Linked DNA regions of Sus scrofa: region 2 is linked to region 1. A link is a contact called in public Hi-C data. All regions are on one chromosome and are shown on one strand. Each heading gives the region's core, a stretch centred on a gene start, on an enhancer-like site or on the middle of the called end of the contact. The rest is flanking DNA. Distances are from core to core; before and after follow the strand shown.

Evidence for each region. Hi-C and Micro-C count contacts between places; a contact is called where the count stands out from the background.
Region 2: a Hi-C map of skeletal muscle shows a contact between it and region 1, with 5 times the contacts expected there. The contact joins the promoter of ERC1 here to the promoter of RAD52 in region 1. A contact is called at or near these places in 2 of 5 promoter capture datasets (fetal liver and liver), 16 of 47 Hi-C or Micro-C datasets (alveolar macrophages, blood, brain and 7 more) and 2 of 2 datasets of contacts at active chromatin or transcription factors (alveolar macrophages and skeletal muscle).

The regions. Positions count from the first base shown.
Region 1 is chr5:68,165,347-68,171,111 of Sscrofa11.1, forward strand. It overlaps RAD52 (RAD52 homolog, DNA repair protein), which reads right to left and starts at 2,302. Exons shown (of 13, transcript NM_001123182.1): 1 at 2,111-2,302.
Region 2 is chr5:68,221,971-68,227,754 of Sscrofa11.1, forward strand. It overlaps ERC1 (ELKS/Rab6-interacting/CAST family member 1), which reads left to right and starts at 1,752. Exons shown (of 20, transcript XR_002344310.1): 1 at 1,752-2,018. It also overlaps a transcript of RAD52 not described here.

The sequences.
Region 1 (5,765 bases), core at 1,052-3,551:
CTACAAGAAAATACAGGAGTATATCTTCACAACCTGGAGGCAGTCAAGATTTTTTACTCAGAGGACTCAGAAAGCAATTACTATAAAAGAAAAAATGACATGGAGTTCCTGTTGCCTAGTTGTTACGGATCTAGCATTGTTAACTGCTGTGGTACAGTTTCAATTCCTGGCGTGGCTGGAAGAAAAAAAAAAAAGACAAATATAACTACACCAAAAGTCTGCTTATCAAAACAACTCTAAGAAAATGAATATGAGTTCCTGTTGTGGCTCAGTAGGTTAAGGACTAACATTGTCTCTGTGAGGATGTGGGTTCAATCCATGGCCTCACTCACTGGGTTAAGAATCCAACATTGCTACAAGCTAGGGTGTAGGTTGCAGATGTAGCTCAGATACGGTGTTGCTGTGGCTGTGGTGAAGGCCATCAGCTGTAGCTCCAATTGGACCCCTAGCCCAGGAACTTCCACACGCTGAAGGTGCGGCCGTAAAAGGGAAAAAAAAAAAAAATGAATAGGCAACCACAAAGGACTGATATCCAGGATATAAAAAGGATATATAAAGAAAGTCTACAACTCAACAAAAATAAAAAGGCAATTAACCTAATTTAAAATAGGCAAAAGATTTGAGCAGTGACTTCATAAAAGATACACATATACAGACATTTTTTAAAAAGAAGCAGACTCACAGATATAGACAAAAAAACTATATCTGTGGGGACAGGGAAGGAAGGAGGGGAAGACAGGGGTAGGGAGACAAAGAGGATTGTTAACCAATTACATGAAATCGTGTGTGAAACTTCTGAATATTGCAAAGCGCCACAGAATTTAAAGAATCATTCTTTCAGCTTTTTAAAAAGCGTTTTTAAAAAACACCAGTGGAATCACTAATAAAAAGCATAAAACTGTGCAAAATGCAGCAACAAATATACCACAACAAAGACACTGGTTTACAGTATGAGCAAGAAGGCAGAGGACGCCTTGCTGGACACTCCACACACTGCCAGAGCATTGGAGCATCTGCTTGGGGCTACAAAGAAGTTTTAGCCAGTCAATTCACAAATACAGAATTCACAGATGATGAAAATAGGCTAGGTGTTTTATGAGATCAAACCTCTCCCACAGCTGTTACGTTTTTCATAAACTCGTCTCCAAGTCCACTCAGTTCCCATCACTAGATGACAGGTCTGACTGCATCTCCGATGGGACCTGCACACAAACGCTTCTCTGCTTGTTACCACCACAGTCAATGGTCTAGTAAGCGATGCACTGAGAACAGAGGACTTCACAAAGCCAGCCTTTTCTGAAAGATACCAGACCTGGGGCCAATGAAATACCTGATCCAACCCGAGTTAAATGTGATAAGAACTTAGTTTTACATTGTTTGTGCCTAGGGCTGAATTCTATGATGAAAGAGCCCTTAAATTAAGCCGAAAAGTGCAAAAACGCAAATGCCCATCAATTAATGAAGAAGCAAAACATGGTATATCCCGACAACGAAAGATTATTATTGGGCCACGAGAGTACGGGACACGCGCCACAGCTCGGATGAACCTTGGGGACACAGTGCCAAGTGAAGGAGCCAGACACAAAAAGCCACATACTGCATGATCCCACTTATGCAAAACATCCAGATCTGGCAAATTCAGAGGCAGAAAGAAGACTGGTGGGGCTGGGGGAGGGGGATGAGGAGCCCGCTAATGAGCTCGGGCTTCTTTCCCAGGTGATGAAAATGTTCTGCGTTAGATAACGGTAACGGCCGCCCAACTCTGTGAATACAATAAAGACCACTCAATGTTCACTTTGGATGAACAACTTTAATCATATATAAATTCTATCTCAATTTAAAAAAAAAAAAAGTCTAGAAACGCTGAATACGCGCTGAACTGTCAAATCCCTAAGTGGGTAATTCTACACACCGGAGTACAACTGTCTACGCGCCCTCGGCCCCGGTCAACCGGCAGCAAGTAACCGCAGCCCCAACCCCGCCCCGCCCCGCCCCGCCCCGCCCCGCCCACGGCCACGGCACCCTCCCCTCAGCACATGCCCCGGGTCGGTACCACTAAGCCGGGACCGGGAGACGAGCTTCCCACCCGGCGGAGATCCCACTCACGCACCGTTCCCCCTGAACGCGCAGAAGGGGTCTCGGGACGGCCGCGCAGAGGACCCTGGGAAGAAGGTCCGAGCGAGAGCCGACTTGAACGCGCGGAAGGACACGCGTGATGACGGCGTCAGAGAAACTGGAAAAAGTGCGAGAGAGAGAGAGAGAGAGAGAGCGAGCGAGAGAGAGAGAGCGAGAGACGTACTCGCAGAAGGGCGATAAAGCAGGCCGCGCAGAGGACCCTGGGAGGAAGGTCCAACGGGAGTACCCAAAACCAGAATGGCGTGTGGCGCGGAAGAACACTTTGGGTTCCCGCGCAAAGAGTCCTGGGAGGAAGGTCAGAACGAGGGTAAACCAGACCGGGGTGTGGGAAGAAGGTCTAACGCGAATGAACTGAGAAGACCTGTACTCGCGGAAGGGTACGCGGCGCGGCCGCGCAGAAGACCCTGGGAAGACGGTCCAAAGAGAGCGTGCCGCACCACGGCTGTGAACGGGCGGAGGAGCCGCAAGTTGTGGTCGGGGTAGAGGAACAGAGCCATCTGTTGAGAGCCGTAAAGCAAGTTGTTTGGCAGCGCGATGCTGACTTCCGTGTCAGCGGCTCTCTGCGCTTGGCCCCTGCGCGCCCTGCGCCCCTGTGGTCTCTGCTGGCCACCAGCGAGCTCCTGCCCGGCCTCCCGAGCGGAGCTCGGCTCCGTGTACCCCAGGCCGCTATGGCGGAGATTAGAGCTGTACCGGGACCAGGCTCAACAGCCCGGGCAGCGCCCCATCGCCGGGTCCCGAGGTCCCCAGATGCCCGCACAGACGGAGATGCTTAGAGGCGGCGATCCGTGGGCAGGACATCCCGCAGCAGCGCTCGTAGCGAGACTAAGGAGTCGCATCTCGGGAGTTCCTATGGTGGCTCAGTGAAACCTAATCCGAATAGTATCCATGAGGAAGCGGGTCCGATCCCTGGCCTCGCTCAGTAGGTTAAGGATCTGGCGTTGCGCTGAGCTGTGGTGTAGGTCGCAGACACGGCTCAGATCCCGAGTTGCTGCGGCTGTGACGTAGGCCCGTGGCTACAGCTCCTTTGTAATCCCTAGCTTGGGAACCTCCATATGCCACGGGTGTGGCCCTGAAAAGCAAAAACAACAACAACAGTTGCATCACAACCCCAAGCTGAGTGCGGAAAACTTGAACATACTCAGTTACTGACGTTTTCAAATTGTTGTTCCGGTGACCCCCTCGCCGCGGTTCTGCGCAGTAACCAGGCATTTCCTGGAGGGGTGCTCACGATTCCCGTGCATTTGATAAAGAAAGGCATGGCTGCTTTCAGATGGTGCTGGGACACAGTGATTGGGTTAGAGTCCCTATCAAAATATGCATAAGAATAATTACAACTGGAGTTCCCTGGTGGGTTAAGGATCCGGTGTCCCTGCCCTGGCGTGAGAACTTCTGTATGCAGAGGGCAAAGCCAAACAATAATAATAATGAAGTGAAATCAATTACAATTGAATTCGAGTGAGAAATGTTAAATGTATGCAGGTACATATAAAAGAATAGGCAGATGAATAGCCAACCTTAGAATGGAGAAAAGCTTTCTAACTATAGAAGCTGATAAATTAATCTTAAAAGGTGAATAAATGTAGCTATCTACATGCAATTTACTTAGTTTCTGGAAGTAGAAAATAAACAAGAAAAATAGGGAAATACTAACATGTATTCGAATGGAATTAATATATAAAAAGTTCTAACAATTGAAGAAATATTAACAAGTGTGTATATAGTTCACAAAAGGAGAAAGACAATATGAAAAGATTTAATTTTAATAAAACTAAAAAGTATACATATTAAAATAAGTATATAATTTCAACCATTTCCATTTTATTTATTTATCTATCTTTTTAGGGCCACACCCGAGGTATATGGCGGTTCCCAGGCTAGGAATACAATCGGAGCTGTAGCCGCTCAGGCCTGTACCACAGCCACAGCAATACCAGATGCTTAACCCACTGAGCAAGGCCAGGGATCAACCCAAATCCTCATGATACTAGTTGAATTCTTAACCCAATGAGCCACAACAGGAACTCCCGATAAATGTATTCTGTTCATGAAAGAGTATTAATAAAAAAAGGAAAAATATATTAGATAAAGAAAGTGCTTAGAAATTTAAAATATGATACCTAACTGAAGTTCCCTTGCGGTGCAGCAGGTTAAGAATCTGGTGTTGTCACAGCCATGGCACAGATCACAACTGCAGTTCAGGTTCGCTTCCTGACCTGGGAACTTCCACATGCTGTGGGCAAAAAATATTAATAATGAAATACGATACCATGAAAATTTCACTAATAAGTTTGGAAAACAAGGCTTTTAAAAAATCTCCCCAAAAGTTAGTTAAAAAAAAAAAAAGATGGATAATAAAAGAGAAACAATAAGAAAATTAAAACATCAATCAAGAAAGACTAACATCTGGAGTTCCTGTCCTGACACAGCAGAAACAAATCTGACTAGGAACCATGAGGTTGCGGGTTTGATCCCTGCCTCACTCAGTGGGTTAAAGGATCTGGCATTGCCCTGAGCTGTGGTGTAGGTCACAGACATGGCTCGGAATGGCAGCAACACCTTTGATTAGACCCCTAACCTGGGAACCTCCATATGCTATGGGTGTGGCCCTAAAAAGGCAAAAAAAAAAAAAAAAAAAAAAGAAAAAGAAAAGATCAACATCTGACAAACAGGTGTTCCAGAAAGAGAGAATAAGAAAACATCTAGGAGAAATTAACAAAAAGAAAAACAGAAAAAAACTTTTCAGAATTGAAAGACATAGATCTTCATTTTGAAAGATCCCACCCCAGGGCTCAGTATGACAAATTAAAAAGGACCTACACTGAGGATATTTAGATCATAAGTGGTAAGTAAGTATCGTAAATGAAAATATGCAGAAATGAAAGCCAAAAAAGTATCATTACACACAAAGTATTGGGCTAAAATACCAGGAATCAGATGGCTTTGGACTTCCTCCCAGTAGCAATAGAAGCTACAAGATAATAAAGAAATGCTTTCAAGATTCTAAGGGAGGAGTTCCCACTGTGGTGCGGTGGGTTAAGAATCCCACTGCAGGAGTTCCTGTTGTGGAACAACAGTAACAAATCTTACTAGTATCCATGAGGATGAGGGTTCCATCTTGATCCCTGGCCTTGCTCAGTGGGTTAAGGATCCACTGTTGCTGTGAGCTGTGGCATAGGTGGCACTGCAGCTCCAAATTCGACCCCTAGCCTGGAACTTCCATATGCTGCGGGTGCAGCCCTAAAAAGACAAAAAAAAAGTCCCATTGCAGTGGCTCAGGTCACTATGTGGGTGCAGTTTTGCTCCGTGGTCTGGGGCAGTATGTTAAAGGATATGGTGTTTGCAGGTGTGGCCATAAAATTAAAAAAAAAAAAAAAAAAAAGAATTGCCCCTGGTGGCGCAGCAGTAACGAACCCAGCTAGTATCCATGAGGACTTCAGTCTGATCCCTGGCCTTGCTCAGTGGGTTAAGGATCCAGCATTGCTGTGAGCTGTGCTGTAAGTCACAGATGTGGCTTGGATCCTGTGTTGCTGTGGCTGTGACAGCTCCGATTCGACCCCTAGCCTGGGAACTTCCACATGCCTTGGGTACGGCCCTAAAAAGACAAACAAACAAAAAAAGATTCTGAGGGG
Region 2 (5,784 bases), core at 502-3,001, 56 kb after region 1:
TGTCAACTTGCAGTTTCACTCTAGGGTGAGTTTTTAGGAAACTGCCTATTGTGTCAGAATAAAGAATGCTTTGCTCTTAGTCATTAAACACTCTCCCCAAAGATTACGAATACTCTTGACTTCTAGCTTAGGATAAATGCTTAGCTATTTTATCAAAGGTAAAGGGAGGGTTCTGCTGTTCAGAGATTTTTGGTTTCCTTGTTTTCAGCCCTGCTTCTCACTCTTGCTCCGTCACTGTCTCAAAATTTGTTTTTCTATATCACTTCTGGCAGGGAGGTCTCCTTTCACGGTTGCAGTATCCCCCTACATCTATTTCACATTACGGATTCTTCCATTTTTGTTTTAATCAGTCTTCACTCACTTTCTGTGTGAAAAATTACAAAAAAAATATTTTGGTGGCTTCCTTCCCAGGTTCTGTTTTGTATGCTTTTTTTTCCCCCCATTCCTTTATTAGTATTTTAATGGGTCTCAGGAAGAAGAGGCAATTAATGCTAGTACTCAGCCAGCTTTAATTAAAAAAAATCCTAAATGTAGGTTTAAAAAGAGGTACCTGGGGGAGAAACAACTGTGGAATGGCAAAAAAAGAAAATTCCAAGTCTGTGATACTGACAGTATTCCTGTGTGTGTAGAACTTAATGCTTAGCATCTTACCACCTACAGATCCACAAAGGGATATGACAGATCTGAGCTATCTAGTTCACACCCCACTTTACAGTTAAGAAAAGTAGGACCTAGAAATAATGTGATTTTCCCGTGGTCACACAAGCAGAAAGTGGAAGAATAGAAACTGCAAAGATACGACGAGTCCGCTTTGCTTTGCTTTTACTTCACCATGTTAAAAATCGGGGGAGCAGGACGGCAGATCAGCAGTTAGATGAGGAAGATCTTGAAAAACAGTCAAAAAAGGTTGGCTTTTCATAAGCGAGTAGTCACATGCCCGAGAAAATGAAATATTTTAGGGTGCTTAACTGCAAGACCTAGTGTCCTAATAGTGGGCCGCCACGTGTGGAACGTACTGAAGGGGGCGACTGTCCAGCAGACCGGGAACCGCAGGAACCCGAGTGAGCCCGGGCGGGATGTGGATGCGGTGAGTGAGAACGCCGAGGGGAGGGAAAGTGACGGTGAGGTCCTGAGGCAGGGCAGACTGGGTAACTGTGGTAGAGACTGAGCCTGACTCCACCGCTCACACCCGCAGGCGCGAAATAAACCTAATCAGCGTCCCTCTCACTCTCTCAGCTTACCTACATCCTTACATTAACAGAGCGCGGTTCCAGCGGCGCTTCGGCACCTGAGGACTGGGGCGCCTGACGCGCGCGGCCGGCTGCCGCGTGGACCAAGGCGGCGGGTCTCGGCGAGCTCCGGACTTGCGCCCGCTTGCGGGCAGCCGGAGGGCCCAGGCCCGGAAGTTCAGCAGAGGCGGGCGAGAGAGCGAGCAACACGGCGCTCCGAGCCTCCTACCAGCGGTCCGGCCAGGATGTCCGCGACACGCCCGCGAGGCGGGGGCCCACAGCTTGTACGGCGCAGCATCCTACGGCAAGCGGGAGGAGACAGGCGCCACCCGCCCGCGCGGCGAGTGCGCGCGTGTGCGCCGCGGAGCGCGGAGCCGCCCGCCCGCCGGCCCCTGGAAGGCGCCCGAAGCCTGGGAGCTGCTGAATCTCTCTCCCAGGAGGCTGCGGGAAGGCCAGCGGGCGCGGCCAGCGGGGGCGGGGCTCTAGTGACGTCAGCCAGGGGCGGGGCTGGAGTCTCGCGCAGGGGGCGGGGCGCGATGACGTCGGGCGCCCAGGCCGAGCTGTGGCGGCGGTGGCGGCGGCGGTAGTGGCGGCGGCTCCCGGGCGGCAGCGGGAGCGGCAGCCCTGAGGAGGGTGAGACGGCGGCGGTGGCGGCAGCTCGGAGTCGGGCAGCGCCTGAAGCTTCCCGCCCGTCGCTGGCGCTAGGCCCCCGTGCTCTCCTCCGCCGGGTCTTCCTCACGGCCCTGGCCGGGGCAGGGCAGCGCGCCCCCGGGGAGGGCGGAGCCGTAGGTGAGGCGCGGGGACCCCTCCCCCTCCGCGCCCTGCCGGGGGGATGGGGCGTCGTGAGGGCGGCCCCACCCAGCCCACCGGCGGGCCCCACCCGGGCGGTCTCGGGGCGGCGGCGCCGTGGCGGCGGCGGGGACCGGCGGGGGCTGCGGGTGCCTGGGAGCGCGGGTGGCTGGCCCGCGGCGTGATGTTGCGGGCGAGGCAGAGGAGATGCAGGCATCGGGGAGCCCCGAGGAAGCTGGGGTGCGGTCAGGGTGGATGTGGGTTTTGGGTACCGATGTACAGTGGTGAAGGAGGTGAGGATTCTGGGTTTTTCCCTTCTGTGAAATGTTAAGGTAGGAGATGGTGGGATTCCAAAAGGGAGATGAGCAGTGGATGCTTGCTTGCCTTTGAGGCAGTTGGAGAAGATGTTGCTCTGGGTCTCACGTTTCTGCTTGAGGGTTTGGGGTCTTTTTTCTTTTTTTTGCTCCTGGCGTGGCTGGTGGGGTCGAGGAGGGAAGAAACTCTATCTGCCTTTCGCTCAGGGGGGATAAATTGTAAGCGTGGCTGAATTTGGAGTTTTATACCCTTCAGGAAAAGCGAGATCTTCGGTTAGGACAACTTCATTCTGGCAGCAACAGTAGGGAATAGGTCCCATTCCACTTAGTCCCTTAAAGGCGTTATCTTCCACTCTTTTTTTGTGCCCAAATGATCTCATTTTTAAGCTTTATCCTAGCCCCGTAAGAGAAGGCCTGAGGATCAGGTGGTTGCTTTGGAAGACACATTTCTGAGGAGTAGTTTGCAGGTGGTTGTTGTTGACTACTTTGGATGGATGAAATGAACAGTTTGAACAGTTCTGTTGGCGCTGGTTATATGAAAAATGTTTAAATGTTTTAAAGCCCAGTTTTCTTTTACAACTCATTTCTTAGTAGACCTTGACATTTAGGTATTTTGTGTTTAACACTTAATTATTAGAAATGATTTTTATTTCTCAGTTGCATATGTCTTTATTAGACACTTTAAAAGTGACGGGGATGTGGCATTCCCACTGTGGTGCAACAGTATCCGCAGTGTCTTGGGATCCCTGGGATACAGGTGCCATCCCCTGCCTGTCACAGTGGGCTAAGGATCCGGTGTTGTGGCAGCTGCAGCTTAGGTCAGAACTGTGGCTCAGATCTGATCCCTGGCATGGGAACTCCATATACACCCCCTCTCCCCCCGGGGGACGGCCAAAAAAAAAAAAAATGTGATGGGGCTGTAAATAAGCTATACCCCAATATGATTTTTTTAAAAAAGTGAAGTAGAATAATTTTTTTGGGTAGTTTCCTGTTTCTAAGAAATGTTCTTGGAGTCAGATGGTTTTAAATTGCTCTTTAATTACATTTTGAGGGCATGTGTCACTGAATAGGTGTTATTAAGAGAAAACACTGTTCATCATGCTTCACATCACTGTTTCACAACTTAGCACATTAAATCAATCTTTTTTTTCTGAATTTCTGCTCCCTCATTGATTACATGGGCCTTATCTATATCTATTGGTTAATTTATTACTTGCTTAGAAAACAGGTCCGCAGGAGTTCCCATTATGGCGCAGTGGAAACGAATCCGACTAGAAACCCTGAGGTTGCGGGTTCCATCCATGTCCTCGATGCTCAGTGGGTTAAGGATCTAGCATTGCCGTGAACTGTGGTGTAGGTTGTAGACGCCGCTTGGATCTGGTGTTGCAGTAGATGTGGTGTAGGCCAACAGCTGTAGCTCTGATTCGATTCCTAGTCTAGTAACTTCCATATGCTGCAGGTGCGGCCCTAAAAAGCAAAAAACAAAAACAAAAACAGGTCTGGTAATGGACATTTATGTAATGGATGGAAGTAGGCATGACTTTCAATAATTAATTTATGAAGGAAGAGAAAGCGTCATGAAATGGAATTTAAGCATTGACTTTCCCAAGGTTTATGCAATTTGGGAACATAGCCAGAGGAGTGCTTTCCTGTAACCCAAGAGAGAAATATACAAAGTGAGTGTCAGTAGTTGCAGATCACCACCTTTTATAACATGCTTACTTAATGAGCAGACTATTACCTTCCAACAAATACTTCTGCTTGAAGAAACTTATAGGAAACAGAAGATTTAATAGCTATTAGGTAAGAAAGGGTGTGGTCCAATTTGTAATTATAAGCAAAAGTTTTAATTGTATTTGGACAGATCAAATTATAAGTTGGTACACTAATAGTTTTGATTTTGGATTAGTCACTTAGAAGGGGAAATTAAAATTCACATAACTATTTTTGGCTTTTAAATTATACTTTGAGGAATTCCCACTGTGGCACACTGGGTTAAGAAACTGATCACAGCAGGTTTGATCCCCAGCCCAGAGCAGTGGGTTAAAGTATCTGGTGGTGTTGCCCCAGCTGCATCGTATGTAGTAGCTATGACTTGGATTCAGTCCCTGACCTGGGAACTTCCATATGCTATGGGTGAGGCCATTAAAAAAAAAAAATATATATATATATACACACACACACACACACACACACACACACACACACATTTCATTGGGTATGCATGGGAACAAATGTGAACTAAGGTACCAGATGAAACTTTGCGAATATATATTGCTAAGATGATATTTTCATGGCCAACAGTGGGATGTGACTCTTAGTAGGAATGCAGTCTTAAAATCTGGGGGAAAAGTGTAGGGTAGAAGTGATCTATTTCTCTTTCGAATTTCTCATCCCTGAGAAAAATGGTACATTTTATTTTTTGTCTTTTTGCCATTTCTTGGGCCACACCTGAGGCATATGGAGGTTCCCAGGCTAGGGGTCCAATCGGAGCTGTAGCCGCCGGCCTACACCACAGCTCACGGCAACACCGGATCCTTAACCCACTGAGAAAGGCCAGGGATGGAACCCACAACCTCATGGTTCCTAGTTGGATTCGTACATTTTATTTTTTGAAAAATATCACTTGGAGTTCCCGTCGTGGCTCAGTGGTTAACGAATCCGACTAGGAACCATGAGCTTGCGGGTTCCGTCCCTGGCCTTTCTCAGTGGGTTAAGGATCCGGTGTTGCCGTGAGCTGTGGTGTAGGCTGGCGGCTACAGCTCCGATTGGACCCCTAGCCTGGGAACCTCCATATGCCTCAGGTGTGGCCCAAGAAATGACAAAAAGAAAAAATATCACTTACTAGTCATTACTGTGATATCTTTGTTATGTATATATATATATATATATATATATATTTTTTTTTTTTTTTTTTTTTGCTTTTTAGGGCCGCACTTGCGGCACGTGGAGGTTCCCAGGCTAGGGGTCGAATTGAAGCTGTAGCTGCTGGCCTATGCCAGAGCCACAGCAATGCAGCATCTGAGCCGCATCTGTGACCTACACTACAGCTCATGGCAACAGCTCAGATCCTTAACTCACTGAGCTGAGGCCAGGGATGGAACCTGCAACTTCATGGTTCCTAGTTGGATTCTTTCCTCTGTGCCACAATGGGAACTCCAACTCTGAGTCTTGTGTGGTGTCCCTTTTTAAAAAAAATTACTTAAATCAGGTAACTCTGTCAGTCTGTTCAGTATTAGTATTGGAAACAAAAAAGTGAAGATTTTCATTGCAATAGCTCCTCTTTTTCTCTGCTACATTTAAGCTTTTAGAAGTAGTATAAGAGCTGTTAAATGTTTGTTTTGCACATACTGTGTCAAAAACATTGATGAAGAAAGACAAGGGAATGAAGTATTTTGGTTAATCAGATAATGATATGGGGAGTTCCTGTTGTGGCTCAGCTTGTTAAGAAC